Regions from separate parts of the Oryctolagus cuniculus genome. Here region 1 is linked to region 2. Evidence: chromatin contacts called from public Micro-C data. All regions are on one chromosome and are shown on one strand. The core of a region is the stretch at or near the end of the contact, and the rest is flanking DNA. Distances in the headings are between cores, read along the strand shown. Region 1 has its middle 56 kb from the start of LONRF1. Region 2 has its middle 86 kb from the start of LONRF1.

Evidence for each region. Hi-C and Micro-C count contacts between places; a contact is called where the count stands out from the background.
Region 1: a Micro-C map of ear pinna shows a contact between it and region 2, with 5 times the contacts expected there. The contact joins two enhancer-like sites. A contact is called at or near these places in 3 of 6 Hi-C or Micro-C datasets (ear pinna, psoas muscle and an unstated tissue).

What each region holds. Positions count from the first base shown.
Region 1 is chr2:78,044,173-78,049,866 of mOryCun1.1, forward strand. No RefSeq gene overlaps it. Among named protein-coding and RNA genes, the nearest start is that of LONRF1, 56 kb to the left of the region's middle. Within about 2 kb of position 4,324, at least 1 of the 8 cell types and tissues checked has an H3K27ac peak or open chromatin away from gene starts, as enhancers often do. A contact at or near this core is called in ear pinna, where this site is marked.
Region 2 is chr2:77,902,039-77,907,404 of mOryCun1.1, forward strand. No RefSeq gene overlaps it. Among named protein-coding and RNA genes, the nearest start is that of LONRF1, 86 kb to the right of the region's middle. Within about 2 kb of position 3,658, at least 2 of the 8 cell types and tissues checked have an H3K27ac peak or open chromatin away from gene starts, as enhancers often do. A contact at or near this core is called in ear pinna, where this site is marked.

The DNA of each region.
Region 1 (5,694 bases), core at 3,074-5,573, 140 kb after region 2:
GAAGGTACATGACTCTTGAAGGCAAGGAAGTCCTAGTTAATCCTATTTAATGATGGAACATTCCTGTATGAACAATGTGCCCTACACAAAATTAAGAGACGAAACGATCAGAATAAACACTGGTAACACGTAGGATGAAGAAGTCTCAGGCGATGGGGGTCTGTCCTCACTGCTGAGGTGCCAGGCGGAACCTATCAGAGCACCTGGTTCGAGTCCTGACTCTGCCTGGGTTGGAGTCCTGGCTCTCCTTAAAACCGGAAAGGTAGCAGGTGGTGCCTCCGGTGATGGGGTGCCTGCCGCCCTGGCTTCTGGCTTCTGGCTTCTGGCTTCTGGCTTCTGGCTTCGGCATAGACCAGCCCCACAGTTGCAGGCGTTTGGGGAGTGAACAACTGGAGGGCAGCTCTTGCTGTTTATTTGTCTCTGCCTCTTGAGTAAATGAGTAATAAATACTTTAAAAAATCTCTTTCCATAATATATAAATAGCTTCTTTTTTTAAAAAAGATGTATTTTATTTATTTGAAAGAGTTACAGAGAGAGGTAGAGACAGAGAGAGAGAGGTCTTCCATCCACTGGTTCACTCCCCAGATGGCCACAATGGCTGGAGCTGCGCTGATCTGAAGCCAGGAGTCATGAACTTCCTCCAAGTCCCCGACGTGGGTGCAGGGGCCCAAGGACTTGGGCCATCTTCTACTGCTTTCCCAGGCCACAGCAGAGAGCTGGATCAGAAGAGGAGCAGCTGGGACTAGAACTGGCGCCCATATGGGATGTCGGCGCTTCTGGCCAGAGCTTTAACCCACTGCACCACAGCGCCAGCCCCTATAAATAGCTTCTTTAGAATGGAAAGGGGCTCGCGCGGCGGCTCACTAGGCTAATCCTCCGCCTAGCGGCGCCGGCACCCCGGGTTCTAGTCCTGGTCGGGGCGCCGGATTTTGTCCCGGTTGCCCCTCTTCCAGTCCAGCTCTCTGCTGTGGCCTGGGAGTGCAGTGGAGGATGGCCCAAGTGCTTGGGCCCTGCACCCCATCGGAGACCAGGAGAAGCACCTGGCTCCTGCCATCGGATCAGCGCAGTGCGCCGGCTGGGGCGGCCATTGGAGGGTGAACCAACAGCAAAGGAAGACCTTTCTCTCTGTCTCTCTTTCTCACTGTCCACTCTGCCTGTAAAAAAAAAAAAAAAAAAAAAAAAAGAATGGAAAGGATTGATCAGCCAATAGGGATGTTCAAAGGATAGGAATGGTCCATTTGTAGCACAAGAACTACAAACGATGAGTAGATAAAACTGTGCAAACTCAGTAACTTGTTAGGAGGGTGCAAATTAAGATAAAAGTAAGAGGCCATTTTTAACCTAAAGATTAGAAAGCAACTTAAAAATCATTAATACCCTGTAGGGGCTTGGGCCGCCTCAAACTTTGCTAGTAGAATGTACAACATGGGAGGCAGGTACCCAACCACTTGAATCATCACCTGCTACCTCTCAGATTTTTAGCTGGAAACCCCAAATTAATCTGTCTTCCTTAAAAATGGGAGTAACTGCCAATTAAGAAAATCACTCACGGGATCTGTGTCTCAGTGGTGCCACTAGATGGCGCTGCAGGACGCTGCACCTGAGCAGCTACAGCTTCAGAAGGGAATTGGATAGTTTTTGTGTCCTTAAAGACTTTTTTCTCATTTGGACAAAAATTGTGCTTTTACATATGGCCATATGTTTCTTAGGAAGTTTTTATCTTATTTTTGTAATAAAAACATTATGTACATATGTATGTAGATAGATGCAATTTTTTTTTTTTTTTAAGACAGAGAACACTCTGATCTTGGGTTTACTCCCCAAGTGCCAGCAGTGGCCAGGATCTGGCCAGGACAAAGCCAGGAGCCAGGAACTCAAACCAGGTCTGCATGGGTGACAGGAACCCAACTACCTCCCAGGGCACATGTGAGCAGGAAGGTGGAAGCAAGAATGGAGGTGGGCCTCAGACCCGGGCACTCTGAATGGGATGCAGGTTAGGCAGACATTCTTGGAAGTAGACCATTTTGAAGCTACCTTTGGAGGCTGAACCATGAATGAATATTCTTACTAATATTTACAAGATGTGAAATGGCAGATGAATTATTTTATGTCTCAGTTCTCTCAACTGTAATATGATCGAGTAACAACTATACTTCACATTTTTGTGAGTTACAAAAAGAGTGGGCACACAAAAATGTTAAAAATGATTATATCTTCATGATGATATGGAAAATACAGCTCCTGGCACCATTAATTTTAAAATGATTTATTGACTCACTCCCACCCATATCTTATTTTGAATGGTAAAAGGGATTTTTTTAAAAGTGCAATAATAAATATGTTTTTAAGAACATTGGAAATGGTAATATACAAAGGACCTCTGGATTCTTGAGTCAATGACCCAACTGGACTTGCTCTCTGGAGAATGGGTTCAGATCTCGCCCACTCCACAGGTCACAGCACGGACATCCTGGGATGGTCTGCTCCAGGTCACGCTGACTTCCTCGTCCGTGGGAATCGTCTGTGATCCTTCGAGCCTATGTCACTGACATCTGCATTTTCCTTTGAGAAGTCTTGACCGTTCCCATTCTTACTCGAGATCCATTGGAAACCACAGTGTCTTCAAGACGAAAAAAGAAAAACAAAGGAAAGAGAAAATAAAGTACAACATCAATACATTTCTTAATCTGCTTACCTTAGCTTGATTTATATTCTTATTTACAATCAAGTGAACCTTAACTCATTCAACAAAGTGAACTCATACATTTTTAAACCACGCCATATTTTTTTTTTAAGATGGGACTGTTTTTGCCTGAGAAACACACAAGAAAAGTAGCTTAGTGTTGATGGCATACTATTGCGGGAGAGACCTGAACTCCTGTGAAAGAGAGGAGCTGGGATTTGAATGTGAGGAAGGCTGAAGTTCGCGTGCACCTGGGCTCACATCTGGGTCAGGGTATGGAGCCAGCTCTGGGTCGCGAAAGGCAGGGAGGAAATGGCACGGATATTTACTTGCTAAACACTCAAAAAACGTAGACGGTGAATGCAGAGGGGGCCAAAAGTCGCTGTACACCAGGCCCTCTGCCTGCGTGTGAAGACAACTGCAGGAGCCCCAGTGCTCTCGCTGCCTGTGACAGCTTTGAACTCGTCTCACTTGGATTCAAGGGATGAGCTACTTCTCATGTTGGAATTCCTCTCGTAGGACAACTATACATACAAGAATTCTCTGGTTTAAAAACATAACTGGGGCTGGCGCTGTGGCGTAGCAGGTAAAGCCGCCTCCTGCAGCACCGGCATCCCATATGGGCGCTGGTTTGAGACCCGGCTGCTCCACTTCCAATCCAGCTCTCTGCTATGTCCTGGGAAAGCAGTGGAAGATGGCCCAAGTCCCTGGGCCCCTGCACCCATGTGGGAGACCCAGAAGGAGCTCCTGGCTCCTGGCTTCTGATTAGCTCAGCTCTGGCCATGATGGCATGAATCCAGGTTTGATGTGAGTCTTGGCTTTTATCTCTTGCTAGTCATTTGAGAAAAATTCTTAACCTCTATAATCTCAGTTTCCTTATCTCTAGAACAAAATACTGAAATAGTAAAAGAAATGAGGTTAATGACATTTGCCTGAGTTCAGACGAGATGATAGCTGTGAAGGCTTCGTAGAGGCCAGCACAAATGTGAGAGCTTTGCCACCGTAATTATGATGGTAAACTTTAAAATTCACAGTGCCAGCCAACACCGGCCTGTCACTCTTGAGGCTGTACCTATGGTGTCCCCTCATCTTCACCGTAATTCTATAGGGCAGTACACATATCATGACCATTTTCTAGAGAGGGAAACTGAGGCAGAGGAGAGAAAGAGATTCACAACTGACAATAAGGCCACAGCCCTGGTGGGTGTCAGAGAAAGGGAATTCGACTCCAAGTTGCAACTTGGATTCTTGATCAGTTCTAATCCTGAGAAACCTAATGCAAGGTGGGTATCAGACTCCATTTGACCGTAAGTTGCAATTAGTTCTACTGTAGCTTCTTCAGCCATATTGTGATTTTTTTTTGGCAAAAGTAACCAAAAAGACAAATGTATTCACAATTCTGAAGCAAAATACATGGTTTCATAATTTTTCCCTAAAAGTTATGTATTAAAAGAAATCAGGATGCCTGCCAAAAGGAGCTTTGATTCAAAGAGAAAGTCTGGAAGAGAAACGTAGCCAGCTTACGCATCGTTCCAAAATGGAAGAAAATCAAAACCCCAAATAAAAAGAACAACACAAAGGAAAAGAAGCCGCATGCTGATGTGTTTGTGTGGGCGTCCTCAGCCTCTAGGAGACCTCCCCATTCTCACTGCCTCTCACCCCAGCCCAGGCAAGCACTGAGGAGAAATGTCTGTGTGGCAATCCAGCTCAAGCCCCCAGCACAAGGGCTGTGTTAGGGACAGCATGATTTTATGGCAGACTCTCAAAAGCAGCAGGCAACAATTTAATTAGCTCAGAGCCAATAAATCTCCAGGAACCCCGGCGAGTCACTAAACCAGGAGCCTCCCCAGCAATTATCAGTGAGAGATGATTCGTGTAAACCGTGAGGCCCAACACTTGGCAATATGTAACAGAGGATGTTGATAGGCCTTTGAGAATGACGAGTGATGAGGAACGACAATGAGATGCAGCAGAATTAATTTCGCTAGAATCCTTGATTTAGAAAAAACACAAAGGGGCATAACATATAGGAAAACCCCAACTGATCAATGGTCAAATGATAGACAATTCCCAAAATAACTTCACAGCACTTTGTAAAGCTGTTGTTGTTTAAATGGAAAGCAACTGCATGAATATTTCACATAGGAACAGTACTAATCCCAGTGGGAATGGGTCACACTCGTGTGACTCATCTCCGTACTATTTATAACTATTCATCATCTCATTCCTTCGCTTGAATAGTTCCTTATGCTAAGCAGGTCTTGGAATCCATCCCCATATCTTATTAATGATGCAAAACCTTGCTTTGGGTGAAGAGGTGATTTTCAGCTCTGATTTGAGAATCTGTGAAGAGTTTGATCATAGAGTCTCATGAGATAAGCCGGCTGTGTGTGCAAACCAGGGTCCCTGCTGTGTCTCGCTCAGGACACACACTCCACCTGCACACATACTTTAGACACAGTGCTGTGCAACTAAAATCCAGCAAAAGCATCCTTGTGCTTCAGGGCTTCTCAACTATCTACAACAACCCAGAACCCTACGGTGAGGCAAAGAGAGGATTTCTCTCTAGAAAGTCACAAAAATAAGTTTACATTTTCAAGAGCAGTAGACTAATGCAGTGTTTTTTCACAGCATTTTTTTTTTTTTGACAGGCAGAGTTAGACAGTGAGAGAGAGAGAGACAGAGAAAGGTCTTCCTTTTCCGTTGGTTCACCTCCCAATGGCTGCTGCGGCTGGTGCACCGCGCTGATCCGAAGCCAGGAGCCAGGTGCTTCTCCTGGTCTCCCATGTGGGTGCAGGGCCCAAGCACTTGGGCCATCCTCCACTGGCCTCCCGGGCCACAGCAGAGAGCTGGACTGGAAGAGGAGTGACCGGGACAGAACCGGCGCCCTAACCGGGACTAGAACCTGGGGTGCCGGTGCCGCAGGGGGAGGATTAGCCTATTGAGCCGCAGTGCCGGCCGTGGCATTTTCCTAAGATTACACTCGTTGCTTCTTCTTTTTAGGATTCACT
Region 2 (5,366 bases), core at 2,408-4,907:
TATGCAGAAAAACCCTTTCTTTTTACACTCCTGGCTTAATTTTTGTGGTTAGCATTGAGACAGGAAACTCCATTTTGATTCTTTTCACACTAATTGCCAAAAACAGATGATGACTTACGATGGATCAACTTAAAACATTTTGAATTTACAATGGTGTGAAAGTGATAAGTGCTCCGTAGAAACCGTGCTTTCAGATTTGAATGTTGATCTTTTCCTGGGCTAGCAGTGTGCAGTATGAATCTCTTCCACAATGCTGGGTGCATGCAGTCAGCCCCCCAGTCTCGAGCTGAGACCACTGCCGTGTACTGTGTTGCTGATCTAGGATGCGTGGTAGGTTAGGTGGATTCAATGCCTTTTCAACCTAGCCTATTTTCAATTCATGATGGAGACAATCCCACTGTAAGTCAAGGAGCAGCTGTTTAAAAGTTGCAAATCGGGGCCGTGAGCCGGCGCCGTGGCTCACTTGTTTAATCCTCTGCCTGCGGCACGGCATCCCATATGGGTGCCGGGTTCTAGTCCCGCTTGCTCCTCTTCTAGTCCAGCTCTCTGTTGTGGCCCAAGAGGGCAGTGGAGGATGGCCCAAGTGCTTGGGCCCTGCACCCGCGTGGGAGACCAGGAGAAGTACCTGGCTCCTGGCTTCAGATCAGGACAGCGCTGGCCATGGCGGCCATTTGGGGGGTGAATCAACAGAAGGAAGACCTTTCTCTCTGTCTCTCTCACTGTCTCTAACTCTACCTGTCAAATAAAAAAAAAGTTGCAAATCACTTAACTGTTAAAATGTCATCCTGGGTGAGCGTTGTGGTTTAAGCCAGGACCCCACATGCCCACATTTCACATTGGAGTGCCTGTTCTAGTCCTAGATGTTCTGCTTCTGATCTGACTCTACTAATGTGTGTGGGAAGTCAGCAGAAGATGATCAAGTAATTGGTTCCCTGCCACCCACATGGGAGACCGGGATGGAGTTCCAGGCTCCTGGCTTTAGCCGGGCCAAGCCCCAGGTATTGCAGCCATTTGGGGAGTGAATCAGTGGATGCAAGATCTCTCTGTCTCTCCTCCATCTGTCACTCTGCCTTTCAAATAAATAAATAAATTTTTAAAAAGAGGCTCTCTGTAGACATGGCTGTGGATTAGACCAGTGGCTGATTGCTCTGGGATCTGCAGGCTAGACCCAGGGTGCAGTGAGGGAGCTGAGTAGGATAGAGAATGGGGGAACCGTAATCAGGAGTCGGGGGAGGAGGTGGTGATCACTTGTAAATGGCTCTCAAGTAGGAGATGAAGCCCAAATTCCAGAGCAGAGAGCGAATGCTGGGCTTCATGGGTCTCTTATGAAGCAGTGTGTGTGAAGGCTTCCATAAAGGACAAACAAGGAAAATAACGAATGCCCTACAGTGGTCAGAATGAAACTGGGATGTGTGGGTTCCAGGGAGCAGAGGACTCAGATAGGTGGACGCCAACCTACAGAAACAGTGAGACCTTCAAACAGCACTCAGGAGCAGGGAAAGATGTCTGATCTACAACAGCAAAAGGCAGACATTGAAAATCAAAAAGGAGAAACAGAAAACAGCTGGACGTGGAGACGGAGTTGGTATCAGGGAGACAGCTTGGCTCCTCAGGAGAGAAGGACCCACAGATCCTACTGTTGAAAATGAAGGAGCATTCACGAACAGAGTGGGAGTTTAAAGATTCCCAAAGAGCTAAAATTCACAATTTGCAGATGATCTAGAAACTTATGCAAATTATAAGAAATCTCTAGGAAACGCAGATGATAAGAGTGTGCTATTCGGGAAGTTGCAGCCGGAATAGAACAATACTTGGATGGAACGTTAGGTGCTCAGCTACTCCCCCATCTGAGAGCCCACAGGGTGCTAAATCCTGGCAGATCACCCTTAGGCACCCACAGCCCAGATGCTGGGGGTGCCACATCTGCTGAGACTGTGTGTGGGACCTGGAGCCAGGCTGACACAGTCACATCTGGAGAAGAGCCTTGCTATAGGATCTTCACAGTGTCCTAAAGTCTCTGCAAAGACTTCTTCGTCTTGTGTAGTGCCAGCTGTGACGGAGCAGCTCCTCCTGAGTGCCGTGAGAAAGTGTTCTCGCGTTTGGATCTTCGTTCACTAACGTGTTTGGTTCCTAGTTCTTCTCTGATACAAAAATGGTGAATTTCGAGATGTTGGTGTATAACAGAAATGATGTTTGTTTTCTATTTTAAACAGAGGAAACAAAAAGGAATTATACCTCCTGTTTTTTTTTGTTTTTTTTTTCCATTCCGAAGTTACTACCAGTGTATTCAATGATGGACGACAGACTGGCACAATGCAGGGTGTTTCATTGCCTAGTTGACAAGGCTGCTTTTGAGAACTGGCGGCTCTATTTTGACACTATGCCTGTTTATATTCTGTGTTGGAGCTATATGGCGAGGTCTGATTCCTATGGAACTGAACACTCATCCATTTGTGCAAAATGAATGATGCTTAAAGAGTCCATGTTTTGCAAGTCACCCATGAAGCTCCTTAGGCCTTTTATCATTTATGTTGAAGAATGGTGGCTTGTTCTGTGTTTTTTATATTTGTGTCTAATGCATGTTTTAGCATGATAGACATGATGCATTAAATAGCTTTCTGGAGAAGCCGATCATTTAGAAATTGCTTTTCAGATCTTAAATAAATTTCAAAACAGTAGGGGGCAGTGTTTTGGTGCAGTGGGTGAAAGCTGCTGCGTGAGATGCTGGCATCCAATCTTGAGCACCAGTTCAAGTTCTGGCTTCTCTGCTTCTGATCCAGCTCCCTGCTGATGCCCCTGGGAAAGCAGCAGAAAATGACCCAAGTGCTTGGGCCCCTGCCACCCAAGGGGGTGGCCTGGATGGAATTCCAGGTTCCTGGTGTTGGTCTAGCTTAGCTCCAGCTGTTTTAGCCATTTGGGGAGTAAACAAGCAGATGGGCTATTATCTCTCTCTTTTTCTCTCTCCCTCTCTCTGTCTCTGCCTCTCTCTTTCCCTCTTTCTCTGTTACTCTGCTTTCAAATGAATAAAATAATTCTTAAAACAGATAAATTTCAAAAAATAAATGTCACCCTCAATGAATTCTTTTCTAAAAGATTTATAAATGCGCAAAAAATATTTGTGGAATGAGTGGCTGTATTTGTGTTTGTATTCAATAACTTTTAAAGTCCCACTGTGATATAGAAAAAAGCCACAAAGCACAACCTAAGCAAGGGGAACGTATCTGAATAGGAGTTCACATGGGAAGAAACTCAAGTGGTGAATAAACATTAAATTCAACCTCATGAGAAGCCAGCAATTAAACGAGTAATCCAGGCAGTAAGATTCACCAGTAGATATCCATAAGTTAACCTGAAGGATTGCTGATACTGTTGTGCAATAAGAATCCTTATTTCTTTTTGGAAGCATACACTGGCACGACTTCAGAGAGCAGCTTGCCGGCCTCTGGTAGGCCAAAGATGCCTGGACTCAGCATTTCAGCGATTCTGTCCCTAAGCATGAACTCTGGAGCGGTGCTGCTCCGCGGGGTGCTTTTGTCCCCAGAGGACATTTGGCAGTGTTTGCTCACGGTGTCTGCTTGCCCCGCAGTGAGGGTGAGGTGTTACTGGTATCTAGTGGGTAGAGGCCAAGGATATTGCTAAACACCCTACAATGCCTGAGGCAGATCTGACTAAGAATTATCCCATCCAGAATGTCAATAAGTGCTGAGGCTGAGAAATCTCACCCCAGAAGCATGACCAAAGATGTTGACAGCAGCACTATTTGCGATCATAATAAAACAGAAGCTGACCCGCAGTGGTTCTCCTTATCCAGGCTTTCACTCTCTGTGGTTTCAATTACCCATGGTCAACCCAGATCTGGAAATGTCACATGGAAAATTCCAGAAAGAAACAATCCATCAGTTTTAAGCAACTTTTCATAGAGTATATTGTTAGAGTTGCTTAGCTCATTATTCTGTTTTATTGTTAATATCTTACGGTACCTACTTTATAAATGAAATCTTATTGGTTTGCATGTATAACAATAAATTTAGCACGCAGAGTTTGACACTATGTGAGGTTTCAGGGTCCTGGGGTCTTGGAATGTGTCCCTCATGGATAAGAGCGGGACACAGCAGATTAAAGCCCCGGCCTACAGCCCCAGCATCCCATATGGGCGGCGTGCAAGTCCCGACTGCTCCACTTCTGATCTAGCTCCCTGCTGTGCACCTGGAAAAGCAGTGGAGGGTGGCCCAAGTGCTTGGGCCCCTGCCCCCACATGGGAGACCCAGAAGAAACTCCTGGCTCCTGGCTTTGTCCTGGCCTAGCCCCTGTCATTGTGGCCCTTTGGGGAGTGAACCAGCAGGTGGAAGACCTCTCTCTCTCTCTGTCTCTACCTCTTTCTGCAACTCTACCTTTCAAATAAATGAATCTTAAAAAAAAAATAGAGCAGATGACTGTTAGGTCTTAAAGTGGGGTACCACACAGCAGTTCACTTGAATTAATTATGAGTATGTATCAATAGAATGAATCCCAGAACAAGTGGTATGGAGAAAAATACAAGTTACAAAAGGATATGCACAAATCCAATGTTTCTAAGTCCGTAAGCCAGCCCAACAGTGTGGCCATCTTCACAATCACTCAGCCTGTGGTTGAATGCAGAGGGCTGCTGACCCTGCCCTCCTCTTCGCTCCACTAACCTTAGGCTAACAAGGCCTCAATTTTACCTGGTGCATTCTGTGTTTGAGAACAAAAACATCACAAATACAGTGAGAGAACTACCCACATCCCACCATTTCCGCCATCTCGGAGATAACCACTCTCCGGAAGTTGGAACCTTTTGGCTTTAATCATATATGTAGCAAGACACAAATTTGGAGTTATTTTTCTCTGTGCTTACATCCAGTAACCCTTCCCCCTGCAGCCTTATGTATAGCACTAGTTTTCCTAGTGATGAATTTGTTACTCAGTTTTAAGAGAGTAATGTGGCTTGAGAGGCTCTATACAAGCAGCCCCAGCGGTGAGAGGCAGCCAACTCCAATGCTTGTCTCCCCACGCCCAGTCCTTGCTGCTGGCCCCTATTAAAGAGTGATCTTTTGGAGCAAAAGCTCTCAAGGGGTTGACACGTAAATCAGCAGTTACACACATTGATTCCAGCTGTAGATCAAAAGAACCTTCTTCTCACTGGCACAGATCGCAAACCAGAATTTGGTCATCCAGAGGCCATTTCATCCTTACCCACAGAAGCTAACGCCCTGAGGCCTCCCACTGGCACCGCAGACTGGAGCCTAGGAGACAAGAGGGCTGCACGCAGCTTCTCCTAGAAGGAGGTTCTCGGAGAGTCCTGCGGGACTGAAGCGTCCACTTTGATCCCAGCATGTGTTCAGTAG